Regions from separate parts of the Hordeum vulgare genome. Here region 2 is linked to region 1. Evidence: chromatin contacts called from public Hi-C data. All regions are on one chromosome and are shown on one strand. The core of a region is the stretch at or near the end of the contact, and the rest is flanking DNA. Distances in the headings are between cores, read along the strand shown.

What was found. Hi-C and Micro-C count contacts between places; a contact is called where the count stands out from the background.
Region 2: a contact with region 1 is called in a Hi-C map of leaf, with 4 times the contacts expected there. The contact joins the promoter of LOC123422892 here to the enhancer-like site in region 1. A contact is called at or near these places in 3 of 6 Hi-C or Micro-C datasets (leaf and seedling).

What each region holds. Positions count from the first base shown.
Region 1 is chr1H:57,505,900-57,512,381 of MorexV3_pseudomolecules_assembly, reverse strand. No RefSeq gene overlaps it. Among protein-coding and RNA genes, the nearest start is that of LOC123396567, 35 kb to the right of the region's middle. Within about 2 kb of position 4,666, at least 3 of the 3 cell types and tissues checked have open chromatin away from gene starts, as enhancers often do. A contact at or near this core is called in leaf and seedling, where this site is marked.
Region 2 is chr1H:57,912,931-57,919,471 of MorexV3_pseudomolecules_assembly, reverse strand. It overlaps LOC123422892, which reads left to right and starts at 4,607. Exons shown (of 3, transcript XM_045107752.1): 1 at 4,607-5,638; 2 at 5,734-5,830; 3 at 5,899-6,541. The coding sequence starts at 5,567. The coding sequence ends at 6,200. It overlaps LOC123423045 (ABC transporter B family member 21-like), which reads right to left and starts at 3,618. Exons shown (of 10, transcript XM_045107779.1): 1 at 2,655-3,618; 2 at 2,149-2,546; 3 at 1,830-2,068; 4 at 424-949; 5 at 1-259. The coding sequence starts at 3,000.

The DNA.
Region 1 (6,482 bases), core at 3,417-5,916:
GTACAACCGCCCGAGTCCACGAAGGGCTCAACCCATGAAGGGTCCATGGACAAGCAACCTTGTCTATTCCATCATGTCATACATCCACAAAGGACTTCCCTCACTCGGGGTAGATCTTCACGAAGTAGGCGATCTCCTTGCCCTTACAAACTTCTTGACTCAACTCTACAACATGAAGTAGGAGGCTTCCAAGCGACACCTAACCAATCTAGGAGTGTGACATCCCCGATTATGCTATAGTAATCATTGTAATTAAGCTACAGTGATGGTCAAGATTAAGCTAATGCTTTTACTAATCCATTTATGATCACGGTTGGAATCAAACTCTCATTCAAATTCTTTTGCAATTCAAATTCATTTTAAAAGTGGATTTAAAAGTTTTACAAGCTTCAAATTAAAAATCATGCCTATGTTGCAAATAATCCCTAAGTATTTATAAAACTGAAATCAACATTTTTTGAAGTACTTTAGTGCCTCAAAACAATTAAAATTAATGCTAAAACTTATTATTGAATGCATTTTGATTTAAATCAATTCCAAATAAATTCTAAAGACTCCCAAAACTTTTTGTGACAGTGCAAAAATTTACAAGATAAATAATGGATCAAATCCACCATTTTTTTAAAGGAATATTCTAAAGCAAAATAAATAAAACAATAGAAATATAAATAAATGAAAAATGGAAAGAAAAAAAATAACCCCCCACTGGGTCGGCCCCAATCGACCCATTAAATCCAACCCCCTTAATCCAATCCCAAAACTAACGTTGCTGCCGGGTACGACTACCCTCATGACGACCAGCCCTTTGCCGCAGAGCAACAAGGCAAGCAAACCCCCCTTGATCATTCCTATATCTCATATTCTTTCTCCCTCATGCTTGCATTAGATTTTGCTACTGTTGTAGATAGCTCATATTCGGATGCATAGCCTGTTTTTAATGAACTGCTACTTTACTCTACCGCACTTTAAACTGTTTAGTATATGTGGAGCAGTGATCCCCTTTGACCCCCCTTAGTCCAGTTGACCCTGCTTTTTTATCAAGTATCGATCATTTGATCGACGAGCCAAGACCCGTCACATCACTCACACCCCATTAGTTGTATGACTCTGTGGAGCAACCATCGAGTACCGAGGTTGACACCTCGTTACGTACGTTGATGTTAGAATTGTAGTGTAGTTTACCGGCGATGGTTCTTGGAGGGTGTTTTTGATGAACTCCTACTTTACTCTACCGCACTTAAAGCTGTTTAGTATAGGTGGAGGAGTGACCCCCATTGACCCCTTAGTCCAGTTGCCCCGCTTTATCACCAAGTCTCGAGCTACTGATCGACAGGCCATGACCCGTCACAGAACTCACACCCCTTAGTTGTACGATGCTACAGAGCTACTATCGAGTACCGAGGGTGACACCTTGATACGTACTCCTGATGTTAGTTGTGTAGTGTAGTTAATCGACGGTGGTTTATGGAGGGTGATTCCTCCTTCACCACATCGGATAATGACTCTCTCGTGCAACCCCTCAAGCATGATCCAGCGAGGGTGATTCCTCCCTGGCCACCTGGACGGTTACATCATTCAGAATCCATCGAGGGTGATACCTCGGATTCCTCTGATGTTATAGCCCCACAGTTACTTGACCTTGTTACTAGGAATGGTTTGTTGCGGGTGAATTCCCGCGTGAATGTGACGAGGCATGGCCGGACATTCTGGTATTGCCACACATCCTCGAGATTAATTAAAATGCTAACGGGATTTGAGTATTTGATCTCAGTTCGTCGGGAGACCTTTTCGCACTAACCTTCACATGGGAGGAGTTATGGGTTCTCGACGTCATGGTATCAGTCGAAGCTCTTTAGACGTCAGCAATGGAGCGACGCGCGCCCGAGTGGTCCGCATAAGCATCGTTCTTGTATAAGAAGTGTGAGGACTGACCTCGGCCTCCCTCGCATTGTGCAGAAGTGCAAAGGGTCATGGGCCCATGACCCATGCGCAAATAGGATTTAGACCGGTGGGCTGGCCTCCCTGTTGAGCCTAGGTAGGGTTGCGACGTGTTGATGTTCCGAGGCCGGGCATGACCCAGGAAAGTGTGTCTGACCAGAGTTTATCAAGCATGTTGGGTACTATGGTGCACCCGTGCACGGATGAAAATTAACTGTTCAAATAGTCGTGTCCACTGTTATAGGACGACTTGGAGTTGTGCCCTGATCTTATACAACTTCAACTCTTACTTAACTAGAATGTTTGCTCCGGGATTGCTTTCTCGCAGGGAGTCAAGGAAGAATCTCTAGGCGTGACCTTAATTAATATTGCTGCAACAATATGACTATATAATTGTGTTACTTGCTGTACTCTCATCTATTGTTGCAAGACGCTAAAGATGCTAGTCTTTGGTAGGACTAGGCCTTCTCTCTATTCTCGCATTGTTGTAGTCAGTTCACATATAACCCCATTCCTTTGATACTGATGCATACTTAGCATAGTTCTGATGTCAGTCTTGCGAGTACTTTGTATGTGTACTCACCGTTGCTTTGCTCCCCCTTTTACCCTTGATATGATTGCTGCAACCGGATGGTGGAGCCAGGAGAAGGCATATCCCGCCGACGACGTCTAATACCCCGACGGTGCCTACTACTTCATGGAGGCCGCTGACGACCAGGAGTAGTTTAGGAGGTTCCCAGGCAGGAGGCCTCGCCTCATTCGGTCGATGTATCTTCTGAGCTAGCCTTCTCTAAGGCATCTCCTTGTTTCATGTATGTACCCGGATATTGCTGCTTCTGCTGACTCATGTGTTTATCGAGCTTCTGTATTCTAGCCCTCGAGGCCCCTGGCTTGTAATATGAAGCTTGTATGTTTTTATTTGTGTTTAGAGTTGTGTTGTGATATCTTCCCATGAGTGCTTGAGCTTGGTCGTACGCGTTCGCGTGTATGATTAACGTACGATCAAATCGAGGGCGTCACAAGTTGGTATCAGAGCCGACTGCCTGTAGGTAGCCCCCTTTCCAACTCCTTTGCCGGAGTTGAGTCTAGTATTTGAAAAAAACTTTACTAACATTGTTGTGTGGCTTACGGGCCCATATCTCAATTGGGTGGTATTAGTATCTTTTACTCCTCTTTTATATTCTGGGTTCTGATCTCTCTTCTTTTTCGGGTTAAAGATTTGCTAACTCTAACATTAGGTTCTCATAATCACATCGCCCCGAAGAGTTGGATTATCTACTACTGTTATTCTGACAATATATTGCGCACAATGTCATTTGACATCCTTGAATTTTCCTTTTCAGATGCGCCCCGCAAGGCAGATCGTACGCCTGACTATGGTTGTCGACGCAACTGGGTTCCCGACCATTCTGGTCGACCTCTTGACCAGACTGGGATATCGCTGGTACTTCGAGTACACTATGTACAAGGACTTTCGCGAGTTCAACTAGGGGCAGTACCAGGCTGAGGTTCGCACCTTCGATCAGACAAACATCTCCATGAACGAGCTCCATACCTTCTACGGCGTTGGGTTGACGATCGATATGGCCGTCCATAATGCTACCTATATCACCACCGCCGCCTTCGTGGAGCACACCCTCGCGTGGAGGGGACTGCATTCAGATACATCCCGTTTGCTCCTGCTGGGGATGACACTGGATCTGATCTCACTGCCTATAGTGCTTACGTTCGGGAGCGAACGATCGGTCCTATGTCGTTGTTTCTTCCGCCTACGTGAGTCGTCGCTACGACCCATAGGTTATGGTGCAGTACATTGAGGCGCTGGATCGTGCCTTTCGAGCTCAGACTGTGGATCTGTACGCCACACGTACCTGTGTTTACGACGCAGTGACACGGCTGCAGCCAGCAGTCGACGCGAGGATCCACCGTGAGTACATCCTTAACCCGCGCGAGATAGAGCTACCACCAAGCCTTGAGTGGCCTGCTGTTGGAGGTCGTACCCCCGCACTTGGACCTCGGCTCCCGGATTCGATGCGGTACGAGCACATGAGTCGCAACGGGATGCAGAATCCTACCCCTAGGTTCTCCTATCAGGGTCACTCTGAGCTACCTCGATTTAGCCATTTTCTCCGACGTTGTTTCAAATCCGGTGAACTGTTTTTATTTGATGATTTTTCTTTCAAAATTGATGAATTTTTACAAATCGATGAACTTTTATATCATTTTGATGAACATTTTTCAAAATCGGAAAATTTTCTAAAATTTAGTGAAATGTTTTCCAAATTTTGTGAAAAAAATCAAAATCAATGAACTATTTAAAATTGGCGAACTTTTGTTCATGCCTGATGAACCGTTTCAAAATCGATGAACTTTCAAATTTGTGAACTTTTTTTCGAAATTTCATGATCTTTATGATAATTTTTGCGAACTTTTTTAAAATTTCTTTCCAATTTGTATGTACCTTTTCAGTTTTATTAACTTTCTTTACAGTGACCTTTTTATATCGTTCACTCATTTTTCAATTGTTTTCATTTTATCATAAAATATGACGCATAATAGGCTCAGTATATAATAAGGATATTTTGTCTTCAGAATGAACAGCTAAGGGAGTTCGGCCTACTGCCTATGTTCGAAGGTTTGGGTACAGGCAGTCAGATGGAATTCTGACTCTACCATATTTTGGAGCATTTCTTGGGATAGGCCTCCATCGCTTCTCGCTATCTTTCCCGGGCCAGCCCGCTGCATGAGGCGCGCGAGCGCTAGTACTGTTATCCGGCGACTGCAAGGCCGAACAGGAGCTCATCGCCGGCAGCAAATAGGAATTTGCCCATAATACTCCGTGCCCACTCATGGGTCACACAGGATAGGCCATACTGTATTACTCGTGGCTATATTATATACGCAAGGCTTCAGGCTATATGAATTCCTCGGTATTTTCCTTTCTTCGTGGTTGTCGTTTCCAAACAAGTTAACGCTAAAACGATTTACGTCATCATTTCATTGATTTATCTTTTAATATTTTATCTAATTTTATTTTCCTTAGCTTTAATTTATTTTAATATTTTCATGTTTATTTATATAAAATATAAAAAATTATGACATTTTTTTCCTCTTCCCGTTTTCCCTCTTTCTTGTATTTATTCAATCTAACACATGACGAATAATTTTTATATATGATTAACAGTATATAAATACATGATGAGTATATTTGTAATAATTTACTTACATGATAATATGTGTATCATTTGTATCGTAAAAATCATAGTATGACCTGACAGGACTGGAAAGGTATCAGAATGCTATCTTTTATACAAAGGAACAAAAACTAAGATGTAATATTATAAACTGTCGGAGCTCAGGCATGCAATCGAATATAACTTTTGACGCACGAGTTGCCTATATGACGCTCTTTGCGTAACATCGCCCAGACAGTTCCATCAAAGGTAGGCCCATTTCTCAACATTAGGTCCCTGAAGTGGTTCTATATTTATATATTTTTATTGGCTTTCCACGGGTTTTCTTGTGTTTTTAATTTTTGTTCTTTCAGTTTCAGTTTGTTTCTTTTTAAAATTACAAATTTTGTAAAATGTTTATAATTCCAAAACATGCAAACATGTTCACGAAATTTAAAAACAAATCCTATTTTCAAAAAAATATAATTAAAAAGTGTGGCAATTTCTAGAATATGAAGCAAATTTTGAAAAATAGTATTTCAAAAATATTTTTAGTTCTGAAAAATGTTCACAAATAAAATTGCTCGCATTTTGTTTTTCGCAAAATGTGTGTATTGTAAAGATAACTTAAGAAAACCAATCGATGCTATATATATTGCGAGAGTGGCCGCTCTGCTAATGTACGTCATCCCAGTTTGCTACAGTGCTAGGTTCCGCTCGCTCCCGTGGATGTACGTCTCGCTCTCGCTCAGTCGTGCCATGGGCTGGGCTACTAACACGCCTCCCTTTGTGGCTTCCCTCCTATTGAGCATCAAATATGACATCCCGCGGACACACTCGGTTCATATTCCGCGTCTTAGGTGCCGGTCATAGAAGAATTAACTAACCGGCGCACAACCCTCCACTGATGTATGTAAGTGGAATTGCTCATCTAGATATTTTTTCCATCGGGTTTTCAGGAACATTTTCAATGATAAGACTATTTTTTTAGGCTTTTTTTTCTCGTTTCCTCCATCATGGGGCTTTGCTGGTTTTCTGGTTTGATTTCTGTTTTTTGTCTTCTATTTTCTTGTTTAATTTAATTTTACATATTACAGTCTTTTCGTCAAATTTAGTAAACATTCTAAAATACATTAACTTTATTTTCCTTTGTAAAATAATTTTCGTAAAAGATGAAAATTTTCAAATCCATGATTTTTTTAAAAAGACCACAAACTTTTTCCAGTGCATGAACATTTTCAGGATCAATGAACTTTATTGAATTTTAAATACCTTTTTTCAATTCCATGAAACTTTAGGAATTCATCACTTATTTTTCTTTCCAAGAGTCAATATTCAACCAGTCAACTGATCAACTGTTGGCCGAGCGGT
Region 2 (6,541 bases), core at 3,358-5,857, 410 kb before region 1:
ATCCTCGGCAGATGACAGCAATTGTATCGGCATTCCTTACAGTAGTCAAACGGTGTGCAACAATGACAGTGGTCCGATTGGTCATGACCCTATCAAGAGCCTCCTGCACAATCCTTTCAGATTCAGTGTCCAAAGCGCTTGTCGCTTCGTCCAATAGCAGGATTCTTGGATCTTTGAGAATCGCTCTGGCAATGGCAATCCTTTGCTTTTGTCCACCAGATAGTTGTGTTCCATGTTCACCAACCGAAGTAGTGAAACCCTAAGGAATGTCACAAACAGCAGAGATTCAATATATGAGGCAGAATAGTCTAACATCTAGTTCTTTCTTCAGTGTATAGAATTGCCTAGGTCCTGGGTCCTGCTTCATCTATTTACAACTAATTACCAGTTAATGCAAATTCAAAGGTTTGTCGGTCTTCTAACCTGGGGTAATTTATCAATGAATTTGGAGGCGTTAGCAAGCTCAGCCGCAGCTCTGATTTCCTGATCTGTCGCATTGTCCTTACCATAAGCTATGTTATCTCTTATGCTAGCTGCAAACAGGGCCGGCTCCTGGCTCACCAAGCCAATTTTACTTCTGATCCACTTTAACTGCAACTCCTTGATATTCACTCCATCTATTAGAACTTCTCCGAGCTGAGGATCATAAAACCGTTCGATCAAGCTGATAACTGTTGATTTTCCACTCCCACTCTGGCCAACCAATGCAACGGTTTTGGCACTCTGTATGGAAAGGGAGAAACCTCTGAATATTTGCTCATTGGGCCTTGTTGGGTAAGAGAAGTGAACATCTCTGAACTCGATATCCCCCTGAATATCGTCTAGCATCCTACCCTCTGTGCTGTATGCATCGATTTCGGGCTCCCTGTTGATTGTTTCAAACATCTTGTATGCTGCAGCCTGTCCTCCTGCAAATGCTTTCATGCTTGGTGATGCCTGTCCTAGAGCTCTGATAAACACAACAGAAAAGTCTCAGCTTCTCAAACTAATGGGTTTCAGTTTAATGGGTTCAATCACATATATGAACAGGGAAAATTGGTCGGTGGTACAAAAATATAGCAGTAGACGATTGAGTAATACTGCAAATTTCAACTGCTGAAATTTATCTAATGAGTAATTCTTTTCAGGCAGCAGCTGATGAAATCAAAGAATAGTTGGTCTTCCATAAAACAATGAAAGAGTTGGTGGGAACATGATTGCAAAAACCCATACAAATTTATCAAATGTTTGTTTCGTGCTACACTGACTGGCTATGATTGCTGTGAACTGTGAAGTCAAGACAACAATGACTTGGATATGGACTTGGTTAGCTGCTGCCAACTATATAAGACCGACCCTACACGCATAGTTGGGTTAGCAGTTTGCACAAGAAACCTAATGTTGCATATCACTGTCGAACACTTGCCAAAATAAGCACAAAATCCAAAATAGATGGCTAAGATTGCTTTATCAGTCCCCCCTAAATGAAACATCAACCTTTTGAAGGTTGTTAAACCTTCCTTCTCTTTCCTGATAGTTAAGACAGCAATGACTTTGATATGCGCTTGGTTAGCTGCTGCCAACTAAATAAGACCCTACAAACATAGTTGGGTTAGCAGTTTGCGCACGAAAGCCAACATTGCTTATCCCTGTCAAACACTTGCCAAAATCGGCACGAAATCCATAATGGATGGCTAAGATTGCCTTATCCGGTCTAAATGAAATGGCAACTGTTGAAGGTTGCTAAACCTAAACATTCCTTCTCTTTCCTGATAATAAGAGTAACTGTCAATCATGAAACTGAGATTGCTACAACTGAATTGCTGATCAGGAAGGCGCAGAGAACTTACAGCGAGCCGGTAAGCACCGCGAAGATGACATTCATGACCTGGGCACCGGTGTATCCCTTCTCTAGGATCAGCTTGGCTCCATACCATACCCCCAGGGAGTAGCCGCAGAACAGGAGCATCATGACGGTGCCCATGCCGATGGCAGCGACTAGGCCTTCCCGGACACCGGAACTGTAAGCGCACTTAAGCGAGTTGTTGTACTTCTCCACCGCTTTCTTCTCGCCGGTGAAAGATGCAACCTGTGGTGATTTGTGTTCCACATTCTTGTCATTGTTGCAAAATTCGTCGCAATGCTCTGAATTGTAGAGTGGAACCTTACTGTTCTGATGGAGCCGACGGTCTGCTCGACGACGACTGCCGCTTCGGCGTAGGCGGCCTGCCCCAGCGACGCCATCCTGGCGACGACATTGGACATGACCGCGCCGGAGAGGACGAGCGGCGGGATGGTGGCCACCATGACAAGGGTGAGGAGCCAGCCCTGCGCGAAGGCAACAGCGAAGCCTCCAAAGAACGTCACCATCAGCTGGATGAACTTGCCGACCTTCTCCCCCATGGCGTCCTGGATGAGGACCGTATCGCCGGACATCCGCCCGACGACCTCGCCGGTGCTGGTGTACATGTCAAAGAAGGCGATCTCCTGCCGGAGGATGGTCCTCAGGTACATGTTCCTTATCCGCGCCGCCTGCCGCTCGCCGGTGATCATCCAGCAGGTCACCTCTGAGTTCACAGGATGTCAGACAGAGGAACTAAACTTTCACGGGTCGCATGGCATGGCATGGCAGCAGCTGGAAGCTTCCAAGTGACAGGGTGGCGGCAGGCACTTACGGGCGAAGGAGGCGACGGCGGAGGCGATGGCGAGGTAGACGAACTCGAGGGAGACCTGGGAGACGCGGGCCAGGACGTCGCCGCTGCCGGCAGCCGCGCCGCCGAAGGCGTCGACGAGGCCGCCGAAGAGGACGGTCATGAGCGGCAGCGCGGCGCCGTTGGCCACCGCGCCGACCGCGCCGACCAGCATCAGCGCCGCGTCGGCGCTGTCCGCGAACGCGAAGAGCCTGTGGAACGGCACGCTCCCGCTCCCGCTCCCGCCGCCGCCGCCCTTCCGTCCTCCCCGCGCCCCGTCGGCCGGCTGGCCGCCGCCGTCGACATTGAACGCCCTGCTAGACTCCGACATGGCTCGCCTCGCGCTCAAGATTCAAGCACGGCGCACCACCATCTACCTACCTACCACGCGCCGCAGCAGATCAGAGCCCCCCGCCGCCCGATCTCCCCCTCCCCGCCTACCATTGTCCCTCTCTCTCTCTCTCTCCTTCCCTCAGGCCGGCATCAATCAGTGCGCAGATCAAGGGAAGGTGGTGGGAGGAACGGCGCGACGAAAGGAACAAGGAGCTAGGTCCAAAAGCACCGCCAAATGGCAGCTTTCCCCATGGCTGCCTGCCGACAGGGGTCACCAGCCAGCCAGCCACACCAGCACCACCACCGAGGCGAAAGGATTCGCAGCCAGCACCCGAGCTGCGAAAGCAGGAATGAATAATGGCGGCGACGCAGCTCGGCTCGGATGTGCAAGTTGCGACGAATTTACTACCACTATTGTAATGGCGTTGGCGCCTGTGGTGGAGACTGGAGTAGACTGCACTGAGACTGGTGAGCGCAGCGCATTTACTACTGCGAGCCGAGTAGACGAGGATATCATTTCTTTTCCCTGGCGGCAAGTAGGCTAAGGTTATCAACGCGTGGCAAATACTAGTTCGGTCGAGGTGATATACTCAGGTATTCGTATTTCTGAGTTTATTTCGAACTTTTTATACATGTGTGTATGTATGTATACGAGCGTCTACGGGTGTATTGTATTGTTTGTGTCCAAAATAAAAATCAGAGAGATTTGCGCAGGAGATAGACATGTGGGTAGGTACGACGGTACGAGCGGCGGTACTCCGCGGCGAGTGGGTGCGGGTTGCGTACCACGAGGAGTGACCAATTCAACATTTTGCTTATGCTACCGACTACCGAGACGTTCCGCGTCACTGTCTGAGCGGCAGCATCATCCAGCATGTGAGTGATGGGCTGATTTTGTTATTCGGATCCCTTGCTTCTGGGTCAAGCACTAGCAGACCACTGTCATCCCTCAACCAAAAAAAAAAACTAGTAGTAGACCACTGTTCGGCGCCGGGCCGCCCCCATTTTCCACGCAGGTCTTTTTCTTTTCCTTGGCGGGGCGTTTGTTTTTCCACCCTAGTCAAAGCGGCACGTCCTCCTTCTACTTTCATGATTCGGTAGCACGTCATTTGATTGTGTTGTGTTGCGGCCTTGCGGGTCTCTCTCGCTTTGACTGCCCACAGCGGCCGGAGTTCGGTTCCTGCGGCTCTCTCTTGCGTGGTGTTCTTTTAAGTGCAAGGGAAAAAAGCACACCCCGAACGAAGACAGGAGGAGGGTTTGATTCGCTCATCGTCTTTGTTAGCTGGAAACTATTGTGAAAGCAAAGGAGTGATAGAGTTGTTGGAAACCTAGAGAGGCGGCGTACGGTGAGGGAGCTGGTACGTAGAGATCATGTTTTTTCGCGGAATGGCAGGAGTGGAAGCAGGCGAGGTGCGAGAGGTACGTAGAGACCACAACTTTTTTGCGAGGAGCCGTGTTGGATGGGGTGTTGACTTCACTTAATGTTGGCATGTTGCATTGCTTGCGCTTCTTGTGGTAGTGCAAGTTTATGGTACGCCTTTGGCGTATATTTTTTTTTTAAAGGAAAGAAAATTAGCATTACCAATTGGAGTATTATAAGCAGCGCTGCTCGGTCCCATTTTCCGCACTAGGCAGAGCAGCCCGAGTTATCATGATTACACACATCATCATGGCCTTCCCACTTTGATTAACCACGTATACTCTACTAGCTAGCAAGCGCAAGGTGATACACCTTACTTCTTGCCTAATGGTAGTGGTTTTGCTTTGCATGATCCCAGCTGAGTGTTGTATCACTAGGACGTTAAGATATTAAGCGTGCTGCCCACCTTTTAAAGCCGCCTTGAGCCTTTAACGAACAAGTTGGTTGGTGCATGTGGTGCGGCCTTTTGGAGACCTGCTCGGTGCCTCCTCACATACGATGAGCCGAGAGAGGCGATGGGTGCGAGGACAAGGGGCACTGTTCCAAGCATGTGGGCTGTTGGGAGTTGAATTGAGGGGCCGTTTACGGATTGATCGAAAAGATTGGTAGTAAAGATAAGATGGTAGCAGTAAGGTGGACGTGGGTGATGATGAACCGTCTCGTCTCGCAGTCTTCCGTTGATGTGTGGTGGTAGTTGCGGGTCCGGTAGTTGCCTAACAGTTTTGCCTTTTTCTCTGGGCGTGCGATGCGATGCTTCCGTTTCGTGTGTGACTTTTCCGGCGCGTTGGTGCCTCGTAGACGCGCCTGTCGACCGGCTCGGTTCGGGATGAGATGTTTATCCACACGGTGGCGATGGTTCACTGCACTGTTTCCAGTCGTTTCGTTTTCGGTGATCCTTGAAGCTAGCTGCCAAGCGTGTCAATTCGCTGGTCGTCGGCAAGAACGTAATATTGGACCTCGACTGTTCACATACAACAATGTTTTGCAATCACAGGTTGCACTCCCATGAATCGGCCACCGCAGATGTAACTTGTAAGAGCAATTCTAATCGATTTCCTATCTCGTGTCAAAAAAGAAAAGGAAGATAATTTTGGTTTTTTTTTCTTTAGCCAGTAACTAGCGGATCCTCTAAACTGAATACCATATGATAATTTACCTTTCGGGCATCTATCCGACGCCAGCCCGTTCGTCCCCCGTCGTGGTCTTCGGAAACAAGGTGAAACGTCGTCGCCATGACCGTCGTCGGATTGATTCATATCTTCTTCATATTTGGCTGTTCTTGCATCTGACCTTGCTTGCGCGTTATTGCAGGTCGATCCCATGCTTCGCCGCCCGCTAGTTTGGTCGAAACGACGACGACTGGCTGATGCATCACCACCGCATCGCAAGTGTTCGACGGATTGCCTAGGTCAGTTTTCTCGTTCGTTTCTTTTTTAATCGAACTGTTTGGATTGAAGCAAGTTGTTTGAATTGTAGAGAAGAGGTTGAGGGAGATGGTCTTCGAGGACTCGTCGTCATCCGAAAAGAAAGAAGACGACGAAGACTTTGAAATTGTTTTAGGCATGATTTTCAGTGATGATATCTCGCGCTCTAGGACAGGATCGCAGTTTGGCCTCATACACATTACCCGTGATAGAGCGGAGGGCTATGCTGAGATCATGAGAGACTACTTTGCCCCAAATCCAACCTATCCGGTGAAGTACTTTTGTCGGCGCTTCCGGATCCACACACGCCTTTTTCTCAGCATTGCAAAAGTTGTTGAGAAGTATCATGACTAGTTCAAGCTCCGGATAAATGCAAGTGGAGAGATAAGTGCAAGCCCTCTAATGAAGTGCACCGCGACTTTTCGAGTCTTTGCATATGGGTGTTTGGCCGATGCCATTGAGGACTATATTTGCATTGGTGAAGACATAATCTTGGAGGCTTTTGAAGGTTCACTAAAGTAGTTTATTGATGTTTTTTGGACCTCAGTACTTGAGAGCAACCAACGAGGAAGATGCCGGGAGGCTGATGACAGAGATTGAACCAAGAGGATGGTTAGGTGAGGGAGTCCGGGACTAAGGGGTTCTCGGGCCACTGACCTATCTCCATGTACCGGACTCACGGGGCGCCCTATGAT